6 separate regions of the Mus musculus genome follow, and all the other regions are linked to region 5. Evidence: chromatin contacts called from public HiCAR-type, HiChIP or PLAC-seq and capture Hi-C data. All regions are on one chromosome and are shown on one strand. The core of a region is the stretch at or near the end of the contact, and the rest is flanking DNA. Distances in the headings are between cores, read along the strand shown. Region 1 overlaps Stx18 (syntaxin 18). Region 2 holds the start of Evc2 (EvC ciliary complex subunit 2). Region 3 holds the start of Nsg1 (neuron specific gene family member 1). Region 4 overlaps Crmp1 (collapsin response mediator protein 1). Region 5 holds the start of Stk32b (serine/threonine kinase 32B). Region 6 holds the start of Crmp1 (collapsin response mediator protein 1).

What was found. HiCAR-type assays count read pairs that join an accessible place to other places. HiChIP or PLAC-seq counts read pairs in DNA pulled down with a chosen protein or histone mark. Capture Hi-C pulls out chosen DNA fragments and counts their contacts.
Region 1: a contact with region 5 is called in an H3K4me3 HiChIP or PLAC-seq map of forebrain, with 3 times the contacts expected there. The contact joins the enhancer-like site here to the promoter of Stk32b in region 5. A contact is called at or near these places in 5 of 39 promoter capture datasets (the 3T3-L1 cell line, embryonic stem cells, frontonasal cranial neural crest and 2 more), 2 of 484 Hi-C or Micro-C datasets (cortical neurons and embryonic stem cells), 3 of 115 datasets of contacts at active chromatin or transcription factors (embryonic forebrain, forebrain and stem cell-derived neural progenitor cells) and 3 of 9 other capture datasets (embryonic stem cells, embryonic tail and embryonic trunk).
Region 2: an H3K4me3 HiChIP or PLAC-seq map of embryonic stem cells shows a contact between it and region 5, with 11 times the contacts expected there. The contact joins the promoter of Evc2 here to the promoter of Stk32b in region 5. A contact is called at or near these places in 14 of 39 promoter capture datasets (the 3T3-L1 cell line, embryonic stem cells, frontonasal cranial neural crest and 7 more), 8 of 484 Hi-C or Micro-C datasets (cerebral cortex, cortical neurons, embryonic stem cells and 3 more), 21 of 115 datasets of contacts at active chromatin or transcription factors (SST interneurons, astrocytes, craniofacial prominence and 11 more) and 5 of 9 other capture datasets (adipose tissue, embryonic stem cells, embryonic tail and 2 more).
Region 3: a contact with region 5 is called in a capture Hi-C map of embryonic stem cells, with 4 times the contacts expected there. The contact joins the promoter of Nsg1 here to the promoter of Stk32b in region 5. A contact is called at or near these places in 2 of 115 datasets of contacts at active chromatin or transcription factors (embryonic limb bud and stem cell-derived neural progenitor cells) and 1 of 9 other capture datasets (embryonic stem cells).
Region 4: an H3K4me3 HiChIP or PLAC-seq map of forebrain shows a contact between it and region 5, with 4 times the contacts expected there. The contact joins the enhancer-like site here to the promoter of Stk32b in region 5. A contact is called at or near these places in 5 of 39 promoter capture datasets (embryonic stem cells, liver, maxillary cranial neural crest and 1 more), 8 of 115 datasets of contacts at active chromatin or transcription factors (craniofacial prominence, embryonic basal ganglia, embryonic forebrain and 5 more) and 1 of 9 other capture datasets (embryonic stem cells).
Region 6: a HiCAR-type map of astrocytes shows a contact between it and region 5, with 2.8 times the contacts expected there. The contact joins the promoter of Crmp1 here to the promoter of Stk32b in region 5. A contact is called at or near these places in 16 of 39 promoter capture datasets (the 3T3-L1 cell line, 3T3-L1-derived adipocytes, the SN4741 cell line and 9 more), 1 of 484 Hi-C or Micro-C datasets (muscle stem cells), 8 of 115 datasets of contacts at active chromatin or transcription factors (astrocytes, embryonic basal ganglia, embryonic forebrain and 5 more) and 2 of 9 other capture datasets (embryonic stem cells and pancreatic islet).

Annotation. Positions count from the first base shown.
Region 1 is chr5:38,088,922-38,091,881 of GRCm38.p6, reverse strand. All of the region lies in intron 1 of Stx18 (syntaxin 18), which reads right to left. Among named protein-coding and RNA genes, the nearest start is that of Stx18, 51 kb to the right of the region's middle. Within about 2 kb of position 1,346, at least 13 of the 459 cell types and tissues checked have an H3K27ac peak or open chromatin away from gene starts, as enhancers often do. A contact at or near this core is called in forebrain, where this site is marked.
Region 2 is chr5:37,336,724-37,339,790 of GRCm38.p6, reverse strand. It overlaps Evc2 (EvC ciliary complex subunit 2), which reads right to left and starts at 1,313. Exons shown (of 20, transcript NM_145920.3): 1 at 1,064-1,313. The coding sequence starts at 1,243. It overlaps Evc (EvC ciliary complex subunit 1), which reads left to right and starts at 2,910. Exons shown (of 21, transcript NM_021292.2): 1 at 2,910-3,067. The coding sequence starts at 2,998.
Region 3 is chr5:38,158,210-38,161,101 of GRCm38.p6, reverse strand. It overlaps Nsg1 (neuron specific gene family member 1), which reads left to right and starts at 1,359. Exons shown (of 5, transcript NM_010942.4): 1 at 1,359-1,711; 2 at 2,071-2,225. The coding sequence starts at 2,097.
Region 4 is chr5:37,260,440-37,263,529 of GRCm38.p6, reverse strand. All of the region lies in intron 1 of Crmp1 (collapsin response mediator protein 1), which reads right to left. Among named protein-coding and RNA genes, the nearest start is that of Crmp1, 20 kb to the right of the region's middle. Within about 2 kb of position 1,614, at least 12 of the 459 cell types and tissues checked have an H3K27ac peak or open chromatin away from gene starts, as enhancers often do. A contact at or near this core is called in forebrain, where this site is marked.
Region 5 is chr5:37,715,544-37,718,622 of GRCm38.p6, reverse strand. It overlaps Stk32b (serine/threonine kinase 32B), which reads left to right and starts at 1,470. Exons shown (of 12, transcript NM_022416.2): 1 at 1,470-1,888. The coding sequence starts at 1,837.
Region 6 is chr5:37,240,257-37,243,319 of GRCm38.p6, reverse strand. Crmp1 (collapsin response mediator protein 1) reads right to left here and starts at 1,262. Exons shown (of 14, transcript NM_001136058.2): 1 at 795-1,262. The coding sequence starts at 1,175.

The DNA.
Region 1 (2,960 bases), core at 97-2,596, 370 kb before region 5:
TATGGTTAGACTGCTCACTTGTTTAACAAGCACTGATGGAGTTTGTCCAACCCTGAGTGGTTTGTCCAACCACTCTCAAACACATTTTCTTTCTTGTTCCAAGGGCCCTGCCATTTGCACTGATCACCACTGTTCCCATAGCCAGTTGGGAACACGACCTTTGTAGAAGAAAACTAACACATCTCTGGTCACATACTGAGTATACAGATCTCAAGCTCAAGCTCAGCCCTGAGTCCGTACTGGGCACGGTTTCTCGTTACCACAGCTGCTTCCTCATGGTCTGCCTCTTTCCTGTGCAAGCTGCGTTGTCAAATCTCACTATTAAGTCTGATGGGGAAAAGTATGAGCTGCACAGGCATGGTCTATCACACCTCATGCAAGATTTGGTAAAGCGATTCTTCTGATTGGCCTATGACATGCACTGTGGACCAGGATGGCCTCACCCACAGGAACATGCTTGTCTTTCCTCCAAAAATGAAGGATTAAAGGTGTGGCCACCACTCCTACCTCTTCAATTTAGTCCTTCACACTGACTTGTTTTTGGTTTTTTGTTTGTTTGTTTGTTTTTTGGTGTTGTTGTTTTTTCCTATTCAAGAAGTATAGTGAGTATGAAAATTCTCAGTGAGTTAGCTGCACACCTTTCCCCTGTCCACTAGATGGCAGCATGAACCTTAAAGCAGAAGCAATACCAGTTCATCCAAGACTGCCATTTCCCCCCACGGGCTTTTAAACTTTTCTGGTTCTTTCTTTTAGTTGGAATCAAAGGATTCCTTCAAGTTAATTTTTATGCACTGGCTGAAATTTAAAGGACATTGTTTTACACCTACATGTGTACTCTGGATGAATTTGGAAAGTTTTTACAATATGGTATTGGGCACAAAAGGTGTTTAGAGGAACGTGGCTGCCATCTGACAGTGTGGCGGCAGCTCCAGCTTTGTTTATGTGTCATCTACTCAACAGCTTGGCTATCTGCTCCTCTGTGTGTACTTTGCAAATTATCCAAAGCAAGATAAACTAAAAGTAAAGCCCTGTGCCAAATTGTGAGACTCGTCAGAATGGCTGCTCTATTGATGCTGGGCAGTTCAAAGCAGTAGACAGTGTCTTTTTCTGATCACAGCAGTGGTCTGACTTGTAGCCTTCTCCCCTGCTCAAGATGGTAGGAACTGTGTTCTGCAGGCACACACAATACTACCAACAAAGACTTGATAAAGTTCAGAACACTAAGTACCGATCTGCATAATTTGCCTCTGAAAGAAGCAAGCATTGTTCAAGATTAAAGAGACTCCAGTAGGATCCCCTGGCATACTGTAAAAAGTTCTCTTAACACAAAAGCATTATTTATTTTTCATTCAGTCAGTGAACACAGCTTGCCCTGTCAGTTAGGGTACAGCATGACCAGAAGGGCTGGTGCTGTGGTATGAGAGCTTGCCAGCTTCTGATAAACCAGAGTGAGTTTTCACAAGGATTGGTTCCCAGGCTTAACCTGGGAACTACTAACTTCAGTCTTAACAGAAAAGGAAATGACCACAAATGCCTGAGAAATCACAGACTAGCACGCATCTGGAGTGCATGGACCCCACTGAAGTCACAAAAATTAAGAAGGTTGAGAACCACTGCACTAGAGGCTTCTGGGTGGTTCCTTTACAATCCTCACAGCACCTCTCCTTCCCCCAGGCCGTCTCCTGAGCTTTCGCAGCATGGCTACCATTGAGGACTGCCCTCTGCTTGCACTAAGCTGTATAACCTGCTTCCAGAGTTCAGCCCTTGGCTGGACACTTTCCATTTTGGGTAGACTCATTCCAATCACAACTTTATTCACAAGCCTATAAAATATCCACCCAGGCCCACTCTCTCTACGTTCCAGTTGTCTTCTGGACACTTCACTGGTGCATCAAAGGAAGTATGTCCTGGAAGGACACTAGAGCAACCACTCTACTCTACTCTAGCTCACTCACAGTTGTCCCATCACCCTAAAGACTTGATATTCTCTCTCACTTCCTCTCTCTCAAGTCCCAAGCCAGAAAATCACAGGCCTCCATTATGCCCACCAGTTAAACCATACCTGTGAGTTCTGCCTACTCACCTTGCTAAGTATCTGCTATAGAAGCTGGCCCCTTCCTGCACCTCAGTGCCTGGCTCTTAGCAGGCTCCTGATCATACCCTTGTCTTTCCCATCACTGACCACTCAGTTACTGGGTCCACAGAGGCTCTACCTGTGGCACCATGATTCTCCTCTCTCTGTGTCTTCGAAAATCGTCCTGAGGCCAGCTGACTGAATCTGATCCTCATCGGCTGTGTATGTAAAGTGCTGCCAGTCTGGGTCTGTTCTGGACTCCAACTGAGAACCAGCTTGTTCTACTACAGAATGGCTCCCAGAATTCAATGCATCTTCTACGAAACACACAGGAACCATGTACACCAGACATTACTTTTTCTAGTCTCACCCTTGTAATGTAACTTCCCATAGTCTTGAATGGCAGACAGTAGGGCTGGCTGAACACTGAACAAAGATGAGTAGTGTGTTCTGTGGGAGGGCACAGTGACCTAGAGCTCAGGGAACTAGCAGCTGACTTAACAACTTGAAAGGTATGGCTTCCTTCCTATTAGTAAGCTCCTAGCCCCCAAACAAAACAAATAGCCCCCAGAAAACAAACATGCTGTGTTCTTAGTGTGAATGCAAACCAAAAGGACTCACTGATTGATGTACAGCAGAGGCTGAGCAGCCCGGACAGCATCAACAGCACCAGTCTGAAGCAGCACACACTCACACTCTTTCAGGGCCCAACTTCTTCCTGTTGCTAACTGAACAGAGCCCTTTCCAAGCACACTGCACCGCATCTCTCTGGTGATGGGTAGTGTACTCTGGGTCTCCAAAGCTCAGACACTGCTACTCTGCTACACCTTCCTATTTGCTTAGCAGAAGCTGCAAAGTACCAAAGAATAAAGAAGAAACTGACTGC
Region 2 (3,067 bases), core at 64-2,563, 380 kb after region 5:
CTGTGATGGGACACCCTGACAAAAAGCCGCTTACAGGAGAAAGGGGTTTATTTTTGCTTGTAATTTCAAGTTAGAATCCATTCTGCCTGTAAGCCAAAGGGCAAGAGCTTAAAGCCGCTGGTCACATCACAGCCACATTTCAGAGCAGAGAGCAATAAATGCTTTCAGGCCGAGTACTCAGCTTTCTTTCTCTACTCTTACACAAGTCAAAGCCCCCCTGCCCAGGAAATGGCACTGCCCACAGTGGGCTGGGCCTTCCACATAGAGATAACCCTCCTCCTCCAGCCCAGGCCCTGTCCAACGTGATCTAAGCAATCCCTCACTGAGACAGCCTTCCCAGGTCATCCTAGGGTGGGTCAGGCTGACAGGTAAAGCTGACCAGCAGAAGATACAAATTAAGAGTGGTGGGTGGGCTGACTAGCAGAAGATAAGATACAAATTAAGAGTGGTGGGTGGAACCGAGTGGAAGGGTGGCCAAGAGCCAGAAGTAAGTGATGGCTAAGCCGAAGAGATAGCAGAATGCAGGGAGGAGCGTATGTAAGCCAATCCTGAGAAGAAGGCAGGAGGGCTGGGGGCTAACTTGCAGAGGGGGGCTTATGGGGCACTGGGAACCCTGTGCTTTTCCAATGCTAGAACTACTACAAACGGGGCCAGTGGCCTACTGCAGCCAGTAGACTGGAGGCCAGTTCAAAGCTACCCAGTCTTCCCAGCTCTCTCACCATATTAGCACCCCTACATACATTAACTAACCTAACTAATGTGCATACGGTGGCTTCAGATGACTTGGGTCCCAGTGGCCTGAGAAAGGAAGACATAAAAAGTGATTTGCCCTCAGACATGGAAATGCTAGGGTGCGAATCTGGATCCGAACCCATACAAGCCTATGGCTACCAAGCGTGAGGCTTCACCGATTCTGGAGTTCCGTTGATACAAGTATGTGCAGAACGCACCTAGAAGCACCACCAAGCAAAAAGTTCAGCCTCTCCCTCCACTTGATCTTGTGCCCTACAGGGCAGGACTCTTTCAGAGGATGGAGACAGACACAAGCTCCAGCTCTCCTTACCTGCGAGCTTGCCCAGGGTCCTGCTGGGCCGGGCCGAGATGGTGACCCTGGGCCCAGGGCAGGGAAGGATGGTGGAAGTGCACGCGGACCCGAGCCCAGTACCAGGGCAGCGGCCAGGATATTCCCAGCCAGCACCCACGTGGCTCGTCCCCCAGCGCCCGTGGGGCCCGTCGCCCCCATCTGGTGGCTACAGACCCCACACAGGCCCCGCAGAGTCGCGGAGCTTCCGGACCCCGGGACCGCCCCCGCCGCGGAGCATGCTCAGTGCGAACCGCCTGGAAAGTTTTCTGGAACGCTGGCATCTGGAGTTTGGAGGCCGCAAGCTGCGTAGGAGGGAGCTGCGCAGCTCCTTCGCTTGCTGTGCCTCACTCCAAATCACCCCCGCTACTCTTCTTCCCCAAGGGTGACAAGGGCCTCTACTAATGCCCACTGACTCTCTAGATCTCAGCCCAGTCTTAGCACTAGGAATTCCCAGAGACGCTGTTTGAACCCGACTCTCCTCAGACCACCTCAGCGAGGTTAAAAAACCTCAGGGAAGCATTAGAAAGGTCACAGAAAAAGGAGCAGGGGGAAGTCTCAGCAGAGTACCCACTGTCTGAATCCGGGCTGGGGATCTTGCTGGACCTGCCCAGCCTCTCCAGCAACAATGAAGCCATCACTTGGCCAATGAGTAAGCTGGGGCAGAAAGCTCCCCCAAGGGGTGTTAGGGCTCCCCTGAGTGCCCAGAGGGAGGAGCTGGGGAAGGGGTAGTCTGCCTTCTGGGCTCTAGAGATGTCCCTTATCCAGGGACAGGGTCTTCTGTGAACGGTCCTGCTGGGCAGCTGCCGGAGAGCCTTGTATCAGCCTCTCCACACCTTCAATGACACATCCCTTTCTTGACCTGACCTGGATAAGACCAGGAGTTTGCAGCCCTTAGTGTCCTTAACTAAACCTCTCACATCAGGTACTGCACCCTTGAGAAGTGCCAGGCATCCTGGAGCAGTGTTAAGGCAGTATTAACAAGTGACTTTAGAGGCAAAACATAAGCAGCGTTGATTTTTAATGGATCCTTTCCCTCACCCCACCCTCCACCCTTTTGAGATGAGTCAGGTGATCTGCCTTTGCCTCCTGAATAGCCTGAGTGACCGGGAGATAACAGCTGTACGCCACTACCTGACCTTGTGCGTTTTTTAAAGTCAGGCCTGAGCATCCAACCAACACTACGTTGCAGCATGAAGCTATTGCCAGGAAGATGTTCCAGTTCCCAGGGATACCCCGAGGACAGGAAGGTCCTCTTAACAGGTGTGTGACCTGAAGCCACAGGTGTGAGCAGACAGACATTGCCATCTTCTTCTGAGCTGTCAGATCTTGAATGAGACACTTCCCCTGACAGTTTCTTTGAAGAGGCTGAAGTACTGGCTCCCAATCTGCCCACGTGGAACCATGAAGGATAAAATGAAGAGACGTCAGGATTCTAGAGGGGCCCGAATGTAACATTCGCTCATAAAGAAGAATTTTTCTCGGGGAGAAAGCAGGGTTAAAAGAAGTGTTCAATCAGTTGGGTGCGGAGCATCCCGGAGGGAAGAACGACTTGCCCCAGGAGCGGCGCGGGAATCGGATTGGACAGGCTACAGCAACCTTGAGGTGCTGCTGGAGTTAATCTGGCCGCCAGCTCAGGACTCAGGGCAACCTGAACGCTCAGTGATCACAAAAGAGTAGCTTGCTCCGGAGACTGGGAGGAGGGGTGCTCCTTTGCTCTTGCATGTGGGGTCCTCGGGCTGAAAGGCGCGCCCCGGCTGCGCATGCTCAGTGCACTGTAGGGATGGCCCGGAAAGGCTGAAAGTTTGGGGCGGCGGGTCCAAGCTCCTCCCTCGGCTCGGGTGCAGCGGGAAAGGGTACAGAGGCGCGGACCTGGCCGGCGGCGGGATGCAGCGGGTCACCCGCCTGAGCCCTCCATGACCTGCACTAAAGATGCGCGGCTGCAGCTGGGCCGGGAAGCCCTGCAGGCGGCGCCGACGCTGCTGG
Region 3 (2,892 bases), core at 110-2,609, 440 kb before region 5:
TCCTCTCCTTGAGCATGCTCCCTTCTCTGACTCTCTGTCACATCTCCGGGTAGGAGCTGAGGCTTTGTCCTTGAAAGGTGGCAGTGTGTCTTGCGCACTTTGTGTTTCTGATGCCCTTCATGGGGTTCAGATACAAGCAAAGAAAACCACACAGAAGTAATGTGCAATCCCCAGGCCAGCAAGTCGCGGCATAACCCTGGCTGTCTAGGGGATAGCCTGATCCTGGGCTGTCTTGGAGGGAGAGGGTGTGATCCTATTGCTCTTGTGAGGATTCTGACTGCAGAGTAGGCTAGTGCCGTGAAAAGGCTGGAGACTGAGATAGAGATAAAGCCTTTCTCTTACACAAACTAGACAGTCTGACTGGTAGGCCCCGTGATGCCTGCAGGCTAGTGCCTGGGTGGTTTCAAACTCCTTTCTCAGCTGCCAAGAGGACAACCTGATGTCAGACAGGTGTCTTCAAGCCCTTCCCTCAGCCTGGAGAAGCCCAGAAAGGCACCCGAGATGAGACTCTGGGCCCTAGTCAGGCTGACCTGACTTGACTCAATGGCATCCGGGACCTTGTCAAGGCCTGGGCAGAGAAACCCGGGCAAACCTCCCCCCACCCCTTTAAAGAAGGGGCCCTCCTGGAGAGTCTGGAATTTGGACCTATATAGGCTGCTGTTGAAGGTTTCTGTTATTCTCCAGGTTTCTCTGGGGAACAGAATGATGGCCGCAGATGATGAGGCGCTGCTCCTCCCGCGCCGGCCCTCAGCCCTACTCCTTTTGTAGCTTCGCTTTCACATCCAAGTAGTCTTCCCTATCCTGCATCCTGCAAACAAGGCCGACTAGAGGTCTGTAAAGTGCAGTGGCCTTCATTAGGGTGGCCGCCTGGGGCACCGGTCAGCCTAGAACCTCATTCTTCCTTTTGGGTCTCTATGCTATCCATGCGGACTGCAGCTGCGGTCGGGAGATTCCCACCTCCCCTTCCGCCTTGACCACTGACAGCTTTGGCTAGTCTGCCTCTTGAGCAGAACTTTGAGCTCTGAACACCTGGCCTCTTGTTCCCACACTCTAGGCATGCATCCCTAGTGGGACAGCACTACCTCACATCCTGCAATCTCCCTCTTTTTATAGGGACCCGCCCTCATTTTCCTTCCCTCTCCCACTTAGCCTCACACTAAGAGCCACCGAGGTGTATCACCTACACTGTCCTCCGAAAATCTTTGTCATCCTTCAGATCTGATTGACAGTGGGCCGGCACCTTGCCTTCATCCACCTTTGGGGCTCCCTGGCTTCCCATTATCTCCTCCTCCCTCCTTCCCTTCCTTCCCCCCAATCTCCCCGCGCTCGGCCGCCGCCCCAGGGTTGCGCAGCCCGCTCGGGTATTCCCTTAGTCGGGCATTGGGAGTCTCAGGTTCTCCTTCCTCCGGTCGGGGAGCGCGCGGGGTCCCCGGGGGACCCCCACTGCAGTCGCGTGCTCCTTTGTGCGACCGATCCGCGCGCGGGCGGCGCTGCGTCAAGGCGGAGGCGCATCCGCGCGGCCCCACGCGCACTCCCGCGCGCGGCCCCCGGGAACGGCAGGAAGGAGGCGGCGCGCGGAGGCGGGAGGCACAGAACCCAATCGCCGATCCCCCGGCCGCGGCGCCGCCTCCGCCATTGCTGTGCGCGGGAGCGGGCGACACTGAGCCTCGGAGCGCGCTTGGAGCCCAGATCTTCCGGAGCCAGGCGTGGGGTGAGTGCGGGTGGCGAACGGGGAGGGCAGAGGAGCATCTCTCAAGCAGAGGGCCGCGGGAGACCTGCAGGAGGCCAGTGCCACCCGACAGGGTACGCGTCCAGAAAGGCTGGGCACGGGTAGCGTCCCCTTACCCGGCCGTGATGCGCCCTGCGGGATGGGAGTCTAGAAATGTTAGTCAATACACAGCCTGAGACTCTGATCTGGCTAGATCGCCGCGTCCCTGCTACCTCTCTGGGGAGATAAGGCGGGGACAGCGACCGCGGAGACAGCGGGTGGGTGTGCGGAGTCCTTCTGGCTGTGCCCCGCCCGGTCGGGCCACGGCTCGCCCTGACCCCCGCGCGGCCCTCCCTCCGCAGGCCGCAGCCTCGTGTCTTTCGCAACCATGGTGAAGTTGGGGAATAATTTCGCAGAGAAGGGCACCAAGCAGCCACTGCTGGAGGATGGCTTCGACACCATTCCTTTGATGACGCCCCTCGATGTCAACCAGCTGCAGTTCCCACCCCCAGATAAGGTATGAGCCCCCCGCGACATTCCCGCGCTGCTGAGTGTGCACCCCTAAATCTTCGGCTGCAACTGAAACAAAAGAAACGCCTTGTGCGCGTGGAGAGGTGGAGGCGGGCTCAGCCAGGAGGAGGAAGGCAGGGAGAGCACAATGTACCCTCGTGATTATGGGTTTGGTGATGCTGGAGACCCCCCTCCCCCGCCTTAGATGACACCTTTGTCTCGGCAAGACTCCTCAGTGGAAGTCCCCCTCTTGATTTGGGGGAGTCTTGTGAGAGCGTTGCTTGTTGGTATGGGGGGTCAGGAGTGATCTTAGGGAGCTAGCTGGTCCTTATGCTTTCCTTGTGCGGGGGTTTCAGCTCCACTTGCCTCACTGGGTGTGTGCTGATTCCTCTTTGTTCCTTTTGTGACATCTCCAGATCTGAGCTCGAGCTTGGCAATGCTAGTGTAACCAGGACCATCTTTATCCTGATGGTATTTTTTTCCCCTGACTTAAAGACTCCTCTCTTAAACACTACATCCAGCGGGGCATCGTTTTCAAGCCATAACGTTTAAAAGCAAATTCTACCCTTAAAGTAGATGACAGCATTACCGCACGCTCATGTAAAGCTACACGCCCTTTATCGACAGTCCCAACACACAAAGGAGCTTGGACACTATTCCTGAATGCTTTACAT
Region 4 (3,090 bases), core at 365-2,864, 460 kb after region 5:
TTTCTTTGTATTTTTGAGGCTATCCAGTTTTGGTGTATACTCATTTACTGTTTCTGTGATTTCTCCAACTGTGCCTTAAGCCCCCTTCCTTGAGGAGGGAGAGTCTGACAGAGAACCAGAAGACTCCCGTCTCCTGAAACAGGGCCCTGACAGAACTACCTGGGGGAGAACAGGGAATCTAAGGGGAACCTAGGAAGCTGGCAGTGGATTCAGAGAAAGGAGGCAGGCGTGAAATACTAAATACAATTAGTATGGATCCAGTTAAACTAGAATCTACCAGAACCTTGGGATTCTTAGGACAAGCTGCTGATCCCAAGGACCATGATCCTAATGGTGTCTCTGCCGTGGCAGATGCTGTGAGAGGGGAAGACATGAGCAAGCCCAGCCAAAGATCCCAGCTAAGGAAGCTGTGGCTTGCCGAGCAGAAGCAAATCATAGGGTCTTGAAGTTTGCAGCATCACTCAGACCCTACACGACAGAGACGTCTGAAAGAGCATCACACATTGATTGCCACCTGCCAGGAGAACCTACACATCACACCTGCTTTCTGTTTCCACGGCTCTTACGAGAGCATCTGTCACACGGGCTTTATCCATGTCTAGCTAATGTGTGGCTTGCCCTATTAGATTCTAAGGGGTTGTAGTGATAATACACTGACCAAAACTAGCTCTTTGGTGGGAAGGGTTCACGTTAGCTTCTAGGTCAGAATCCATCACTGAGGGAAGTCAGACCAGAAACTCAAGGCAGGAGCCAAGAGGCAGGAACCATGGAGGAAAGCTATTTATTCACTTGCTCACTGACTTATGTTATGTTCGGCTAGGTTTCTACACATCCCACAATACCTGCCTGGAAATGATACCACCAGCAACAGGCTGGGCCTTCCCACATCAATTATTAAACAAAACTGTCCCCACAGACTTTCCCATGGACCATCTGATGTAGGCAGTTCCTCAACTAAGTTCCCTCTTCTCAGGTGATCCTAGGGTGTATCAACTTGACTGTAAAAACTAACCAGTACAGAACCATTTATTGAAGGAGGGAAGGAAGGAAGGAAGGAAGGGAGGGAGGGAGGGAGGGAGGGAGGGAGGGAGGGAGGGAGGGGGGAGGGAGGAAAATAGATATATTAAGGATAGATGGGTGACATGGAAAAATGAATTATTAGGTGGATGAATGGATGGACAGATCAGAGGAAGGTGGATGGATGTGTGGGTGGAGGTGTGGGTGGGTAGATGGGTGGACAGATGAAAATACTGAAGGATGATGGGCAGATGGGTATCCTGGGATGCCTGAACTTGGCCTTGAAAGATGAATATGTAAAGATAGGGAAAAGAGATGACATCATTTGTTCAAAGGGAAAAATATGGAGCAGCCCCCACTCCCCAGCTGGAATGTCTCTAAAGTTAGAAGTGCAAAATTAGTAGCTCTCCTCCAGTCCAACCTCCTGTCCTGTGCTCCTAATGAAGGAGGCAGAAAGGATGTTGCAACCCCATGAGACCTCAGAGGGCAGTGCAAAGCATCAGACAGAAGAGGACTGGGCCCTGAGTGTCTGGGGCAGCACAGACAAGTGGGAGGTGAGGGTTCTCCAGCACCAGCAGCAGGCAAGCACGCGCCATCCACAGCTGCTGCGCAGCAGGGAGCAGTGTCTGCCTTGTCACATTTAATGGTGGGTTTCTCAGGCACTGCCTGAAAGGAGGCATTTAAATGCAGTGTGCCGGGTCATCCCCAGCCAGCTCTGTTTCCAGAGTCGAAAAGCAGAGCCTGTGCTCAAACACACCCCTCCATCTAACTCCAGATTCTGTATGTGAGAGGGAGGGACCACCAGGAGACAGACACCAAGAAATCTGTAGTGGAAAATGTATACACAGGCAAGAATTGAGGTGTCTGTCTGTCTATCTTCCTTCCTGAAAATGGTTGCTACTCTGTTTTGTAAAAGTCCTCCCCTCTCTGTCTCTCTCTCTCTGTCTGTCTTTCTGTGTCTGTCACCTGCCTCTCTCTGTCTCTGTCTCTTTCTCTGTGTGTCTCTCTCTTTCTATGTGTGTCTCTCTCTCTTTCTGTGTGTGTGTGTGTGTGTGTGTGTGTGTGTGTGTGTGTGTGTGTGTGTGTGTGTTCATTCATGTGGGAGAACACGTGTGCATGTAGATGGTGTGTACACCTGTATGGAGGTCTAGTGTCATCTTCCAGAATTTAGTCTTGCTCTTTTGAGACAGCTTCTCATTGGCTTGGACCTTCCCAGGTAGGCTAACCTGACTGGCCAATGAACCACAGGGATTCGCCTATCTCTGTCTACCCTGTACTGTGATTACAGGCACGCCACCATGTCAGGCTTTTTGTGTGTTTCAGGGACCAAATTCAGGTTCTCCACACCAGCACTTAACAGCTGATCCATCACCTTTCTCTGGTTTTGGTTTGGTTTTGGTTTTGATTTTTTTTTTGGGGGGGGGGTTGTTGTTGTTGTTTTGGTTTGCTTGGTTTGGTTTGGTTTGGTTTGGTTGGTTTTTGGTTGGGTTTTGTTGTTGTTGTTGTTGTTGTTTTGTTTTGTTTTTTTTTTTTTGGTATGGTTTCCAGGAACCAAATTTACTCTTCCACTCCAGCCCTTACCAAGTAAACCATCTTCCCAGTCCTAAACAAGGGTTCTCAGCATCATTGCTGCTAAGCTCCAATTCAGAGACATACAGAAAGTGCCATCATGGGCGAGGGTCCCCAGGTGTGGCAAGTCAGAATATGCCACCCAGCACAGCAGGGAGGCTTCAGTCTCCTCACAAAGCCCTAACCCTGACAGCATGCAGTATGTTATGAAGACTCTGAGGAACTTTGTATATAGCTTCTTCCATGAACGCTTCACACCCCCCATGAACAGGGCAGGTCAATTAAGTGGGGTAATATCCATAGAAGACATCTGGGAAAAGTGTTTTGACAAGTATGTTCTTTCTAACTGATACATGGGATGGTGTGTATCAGACAGATTAAACTCAGGAACATGGGTGGCCCAGCTTTGCACAAGTAGCCAAGGCTCTCACAGATCAGACTCAAGGACTCTCAACTCCCTGTCCACATGGAATCCACCAAACCACACTGTGACACATTTTAAAA
Region 5 (3,079 bases), core at 221-2,720:
GATATGGCTATTACTTTCAAATGCATATCAGCCAAGTATTCTGTGATAATGCTTCAAAACACATAGCTTTCTGTCACAGCTTCTAAGAGCTCCTCCCTCTCTCGCCTGAGCTAGGAGGCAGAAGATGCCCACACAGCAACTCATGATCCAAGGCAACAGCACACACTCATGCCATGCTCACTGTGTTCCAGAGATCACTATCAAGCCCCTTATTCCCCAACATGAGCCCTGAGAAGGTAGATGTGCCATTAGTCCCATTGCTCAAATGGAGGGACTGAGGCCAGAAGAGATTGTACGATTTATTCATACAATAATACCCCTAGAATGGGGTAAAGACTTGGCACTGTCTGAATTTCTCCCACTGACTCTTGAGGTGTTTCCTGTGTTCTGCATTTGGCCATGCTGGATCTGGTGTAGCTTGGCCACACCACTGAAGCTCTTTGGTGCAAGGAGGAACACGTGTGCTTGTCTTTATTAACCTCCCATCAGGCGCTCTTGCTTCTTTTATACATATTACAGCAACCTGGGTATCATCCCATACCACAGAGGAGAACCCCAGGACTGGCACACAAACATCAGGTGTGTGTAGTCTTCTAGATGAGACCAATTGGATGAGAAGCAGTTAAGTCAGTCAGGTGAGGGTGGAGCCGACTCCTTTTTCTCCCCCTTCCTCCCCGTGGAGTCTAAAAGTTGTGTTGGTCAAAAAGGACACGGTGGGGTAGAGGACAGAAGGAAGGGAATAGGTTTGGAAGACCCAAAAAAGAGCCTTAGCTTTCTCACAGTGGCTCCCAGTGCCCAGCAGGTGGCAGGATGTGGCCAGAGATAACCCGACCCTGGGAAGTCTGGGCCAGCAGCCGGTGCTGCCAGGTAATGTCTGCCTCCTGGGGAGTTTGTGCCGCCCACTCTGGCCCCAGCAAGCCTAGGGTCCTTAGGCATCCTGGTCTCTGGAAAGACAATCCCCGTCCCTCCGCCAGCTCCCTCAAGCTCGCCCCAGCTGCTGCAGAAGCCCAGACCCAGATGTGAACCCTGCCCCAATCCGGAGGACCCAGACAGGCAATTTCCAAAAAACGTACTTTTTTTTTTTTTTTTTTTTTTTTTTTTTTTTTTTTTTTAAACATAAACGGCAGCCTCATAGGCCTCAGTTTCTTAATGTACAACGAGAGAGGTTACATATTAGACATCGATTGTCTGGGCCCTCCTTTCACTCATTTAAACATCCCGGAAAACAAAGAAGCCTGTGGCGGAGCCAGTGGGTGAGCGCAGTTCTGAGTCTATACGAACTGTCAAACGCTGCGGGTGGGGAGTCCCGGGAACCCAGCAGCTCCAGGGAGGCCCCTTCCCTCGGAGTCCCCGCCTACCCGACTGTGAAGTGGGGGGCGGTGGCTTCTAACTCTTGGCTGAGATCCGGGTCCACGCCCCCTCCTCCTGCTGCACGCCCTCCCACCCTCCTTTCTCGCCTCTTCCTCCTCCTTTTTCCTCACCACCGTTGTGAGCAGAGCTGCACGGTGGTCTGGGCTCAGGGAGTCCCCGGGTTTCCATCCGTGTATTGTGCGTCATGGAGAGAATCGGGTGAGGGCTCAGGGGGTGCGGTGATCGCAGCGGGGTGACACCCTGGAGGAGGGGTGACCACACGGTCCCCATCCCTGCCCTGCAATCGGCCCCCTCCACACACGCTACAACCCTGGCTGGCTGCTCTCACCCAGGCTGCATCCCAGGGCTCTCATCCTGCACACTGCATCCCAAGAGCATCCTGGATCCCGTATCGCTGTGAGAATCCTGCATCTGACATCCCGAAAGGAGAGGCCGGGCATGTAGTAGCGGCAGTAGCGGCGGAATATGGGCGGGAACCACTCCCACAAGCCCCCAGTGTTTGATGAGAACGAAGAAGGTAAGAGCCTCCCTAACAGGAGCCGCCACTCCCCACATCCCCTGGGCGTCCCTTCCTTTTGCTATCCTTCACTGAGCGCCTGCTGAGTGTAGCGCAAGGGTCTCAGCACAGCCTTGTCAACCTCGCACTGGCTGTGCACCGGCCCAGTGCTAGGCATAGAGCTTCTACTTGGCCACTTCTTAGGCTCTAGTGCTTTTTGGAAGCCCAGATCATGCTGAACCTAGAGTTGGGACAGAAGACTGGGAGAGGAAAAGGGGACTCAAGGTATCACTTGGGGGAGGGGGCGTCACAGGGAAGATCTTGCTTCACAGTAGAGTAGGGGGCGTTGCTCCTGCTCAGCATTCTGGGACTCCAAGGTGGCCTTTAGAACTTGAGGATAACACAGAAGTGGCCTACTGGGTGAAAGTGCACAACGCACAACGTGTGTGTGTGTGGGAGGGGGGGAGAGGGAGAGAGAGAGAGAGAGAGAGAGAGAGAGAGAGAGAGAGAGAGAGAGAGAGACCCCACCTATTTGGTATCAGGACCGCATATTTGGTATCAGGACGGCATAAGGAAACTTTTTGTAGCTGAAGTCAGTGGCTCTGAGGAAGGAGCCCTGCTTGGGGCTAGCTTCTTGGTAGGGAGTATTGTAGGCTATCAACCTTGTATAGATGCCTGGTCTGGAGAGTCCTTGTAGCTAATGGTGGCAGGATTTGGTAAATGGGTATTTGGCTGAGCAAAAGTGTAAGAAGTTTTCTTAGCATTTACTTTCAATATCATGTGTCCTGGGACTCAACCCCTCTGAATCCTCATTTCATCCGTATCTGTGAAGGTTCCTAATCAGGTCGTTGGAAGTTCAATCATTACTCACATGTGGAAAGTGTCTTACAGACACCTGCGTTGGTTAATAACCTACTGTGTGATAACATACACTGGCTTCTCTCTGCCTATCTATCTCCACCGTGCCCCAAATGCTAGGCATCCTGAGCTTTCTTTTATGTCAGCTGCTGTGCTGGGCTTACTCAGTCCTCACAGATCCCAGTGGAACAGGTACTTTTCTTGTGGCTGTTTTGTAGGGGTGGGAGAGAAATCGAGAGAGACAGAGAGAGACAGAGAGACATACACAGAGAGACACACACAGAGAGAGAGAGACACACACACATACACATACACACACACACACACACAGAGAGAGAGAGAGAGAGAGAGAGA
Region 6 (3,063 bases), core at 13-2,512, 480 kb after region 5:
CAGGGAACTTCTGGAGGGTGGGGCCAGGCTGCCGAGCCAGCCCAGCCCAGAGCTCAAGGGACAGCTTCCCAGAGCTGCTCCAACTTCTGTTTCCCAGACACGTGGCTCTGACCTCACCCACCCTGTCCAGGACTCTTCTGTCTGACCATCCGTATTCCCTGGTAAATTCCAACTTAGGGAAGAAAATCTCTAAAGCCCAAGCCCTGGTCATGTCTTTTCCTGAGGTCCCTCCTCACTTTCGGAAGTCGGGGAGTCCATACGCCTGGGTTCAAATCCCGGGTTCGCCTCCAATTTACACATCCAGGAGTGTCCTGGATGATTTCTTACTGCCCAGCATCTGAACCCTTAACCACATCGTCCCCCCAGGGAGGGGCGGGAGCAGCTGTATGAACAGAGTCATTCCGTGAACCTCTCCCAGAGCCAAGTGCAGCCTAAGCGTCCACGATCACTGGGTGAGCGGATAGATAGATGGAAGAAGACAGAGAATGCTCACCTTTTCACAGAACCCCAGAAGGTGAACGAGGCTTAAATTCACCTTACAGGTCCCTTAGCGGCAGCTGCAGCAACTTACTTCCCCTCTCAGAACCTGGCTTGGCTTTCTGAGGCTATGCTGGCCAACCCTGGCCTATCCTACAACCTCTCTGAACCTCTTGTAGGATGATGTGGGGGAGGGGCCGTAGCAGTCCCCCAGAACCTGGTGGCAGCGGGGCCCCCACACTCGCCCTCGCGCCACCCAAGCCCTGGGTCTCCAAGGGCCCCGCCCCCCACGTCCGGCCCACGTGCCCCGAGGGTACCTGGCCATTGTCCCGGCCGAGTGGCAGGTCGCGGGGCGCAGGACATCGGATGCGCAACGCTGGCGGTCTGTCATCGCGATCGCCTGGCGAACTGACAGCAGAGCCCGAGGGCTCGCTCACATCACTGGCCGTGTCTTCGCTGCCGCCGGGGCACGGCAGGCCCACGGCGTCGGGCCGGCCAGCGCTGCGTGGTGTGCGCGCGGAGCCGCGGCGGCCCACGCTGTAGGCGTCGAAGTCGATGGTCTTGTTCTCGTAGGCGCCCTCCACGGCGGCGAACATGCCGCCGTACTTCTGGCGCGGGGTCTGCGCCGCGCTGCCTGGCCGCGCCAGGTACACCGGCAGGTCGTCCTCCGTGTTCCACGCGCGCCGCCGCTCCGCCATCCCCGTCTCCGGCGGTCAGCTCTCGCCACCGCTGGCTCCGCGCTGAGCGCCTCGGTGCGGGCCCGCGGCGGCCCAAGCGCGACTGCGGTCGGGCAAAGAGGGAGGGAGGAAGGGCCGGGGCGTGGCCCGCGAGGGGCGTGGCCGGGGCGGGGCGGAGCCTACGGTGACCAAGACCAGCGCCACTGCCAGCTACAAAGGACCGTGGAGGCGGGGACAGCGGCCGGGGCGGGGAGGATGGTGACGTGCAGTAGCCGCAGCGCGGAGGGCGGGCGGCCGAGCCGCAGTGCCCTCCACGCACCCGGCTCTCCGCCTCTAGAAGGAGCGCAGGGCGCGGGCAGAGACGGGGTGGGGGCGGTGCGCGGGTGCACAACACACATACACACACGCACGTACACACGGTTAAGCTTCACCTCACAAACAAGAGTTGCACAGACATCAGCATGTCTGTACATGGTACATACACCCAAATCAGGTACCTCCGCGCTCCCTCCAGACAGCTAGCACACCATAGATACACACGCACACGCTCACACACGCTCGCGCGCGCACACCAGAGATTCCCTGTCAGGCAACCCCACGCACCACCAAAAATCATACAAAAATTAAATGATCTTAGATGCACAGTCAGAGGCATACACATCCAACTCCCCATTGGCTCACTCGACACTACTACACTGATTGCCTGATAGGATCTGGCACTAGTGTAGGTGCTGGGCACAGGACTAAGAGTAGAATGAAATCCCTGGTGTCAAGGGCCAGCTTCTAAAAGGTATGATAGAGAATGCAGCCTGCAGCACTCAGGAACAGAGGTTCCTATCCCATAGCAAGGAGGTCATGTTAGCATTACACTCCCAGACACTTGTCACTGAACCAATGACTCACACTCGTGCTGGATACACAGCCCAACAACATCTCAGGGTAAAGAATTTCCACACCACTACCAAAAGCAACCTCACAAAGGCTCCTTCACACACAGGCCTGTAGACTGCTGATAGGGAATTCGTGCACATCCCTACCAGACACGAGGGAAGGAAGAACTCTTGAACAGAACACTTAGGAAACAAATATGCAGGGATAGACACACAGGCAGTAGGCAATGACCCAGACGATAGCCTCCATCTATGGGCAGCTCCCACATCCTGAATACAGCCCACTCCAACTATGCCTGGAGCTTAATGTCTAGACTTGAGGGGCTTCTTTAACCAGGAAGAAGTATGGAGACTTGGGATCCCCTCATTTATTTATGACTTTCTAGCATAGGGGTTATGAGATTCCCTGGGGACCCAGGAATCTCAGCTGTGCTCTCTGGATGGAAGGCTCACAAGCTGCCAGCCCCCTAGGCAGACAAGTCCAAACTGGCAATCAGGATTGCTGGGGAACAGTAGGAAGCCGATTCAGCATCTGTCCCTTCAGTTAGCTTCCCCGGGCTAGGAGCTGTCCTTTCAGCACCCCACCAAAGGTCAGAGAAGTCTGTAGCCAACCTTGGAGAACTCCAGACAGACAGTAAACGTGACTGTTGAGACCTTAACCAGAGGACTCTGCCACATAGGAGGATCTGCGACATCAGCTGACACCTCACGCTCCCTCTGTGATTTAGCCAGTCTGCGCTGCAAGCAGGACGCTTCTGCTGTTGGGTTGAGGAAGCAGGAGAAGCAAACAGCTACCTCTCCATTCCATTTCATGTGGCTGCTCCTGTCTACCTGAGACCTCATGATTATCCAGTGTCAGTGGTCAGTTGGAAAGTTCCTTCCCTCCCCCCTTTATCTATACTTGCACACAGGGGCTAATGCTGAGCACACAGGAAAGTACAAAGTCCTTGTCCTCAGTGTCTATTCTAATTAAGTGCATGGTCTTCCACCCACCTCACCCATACCCTGGCTCTTCTATC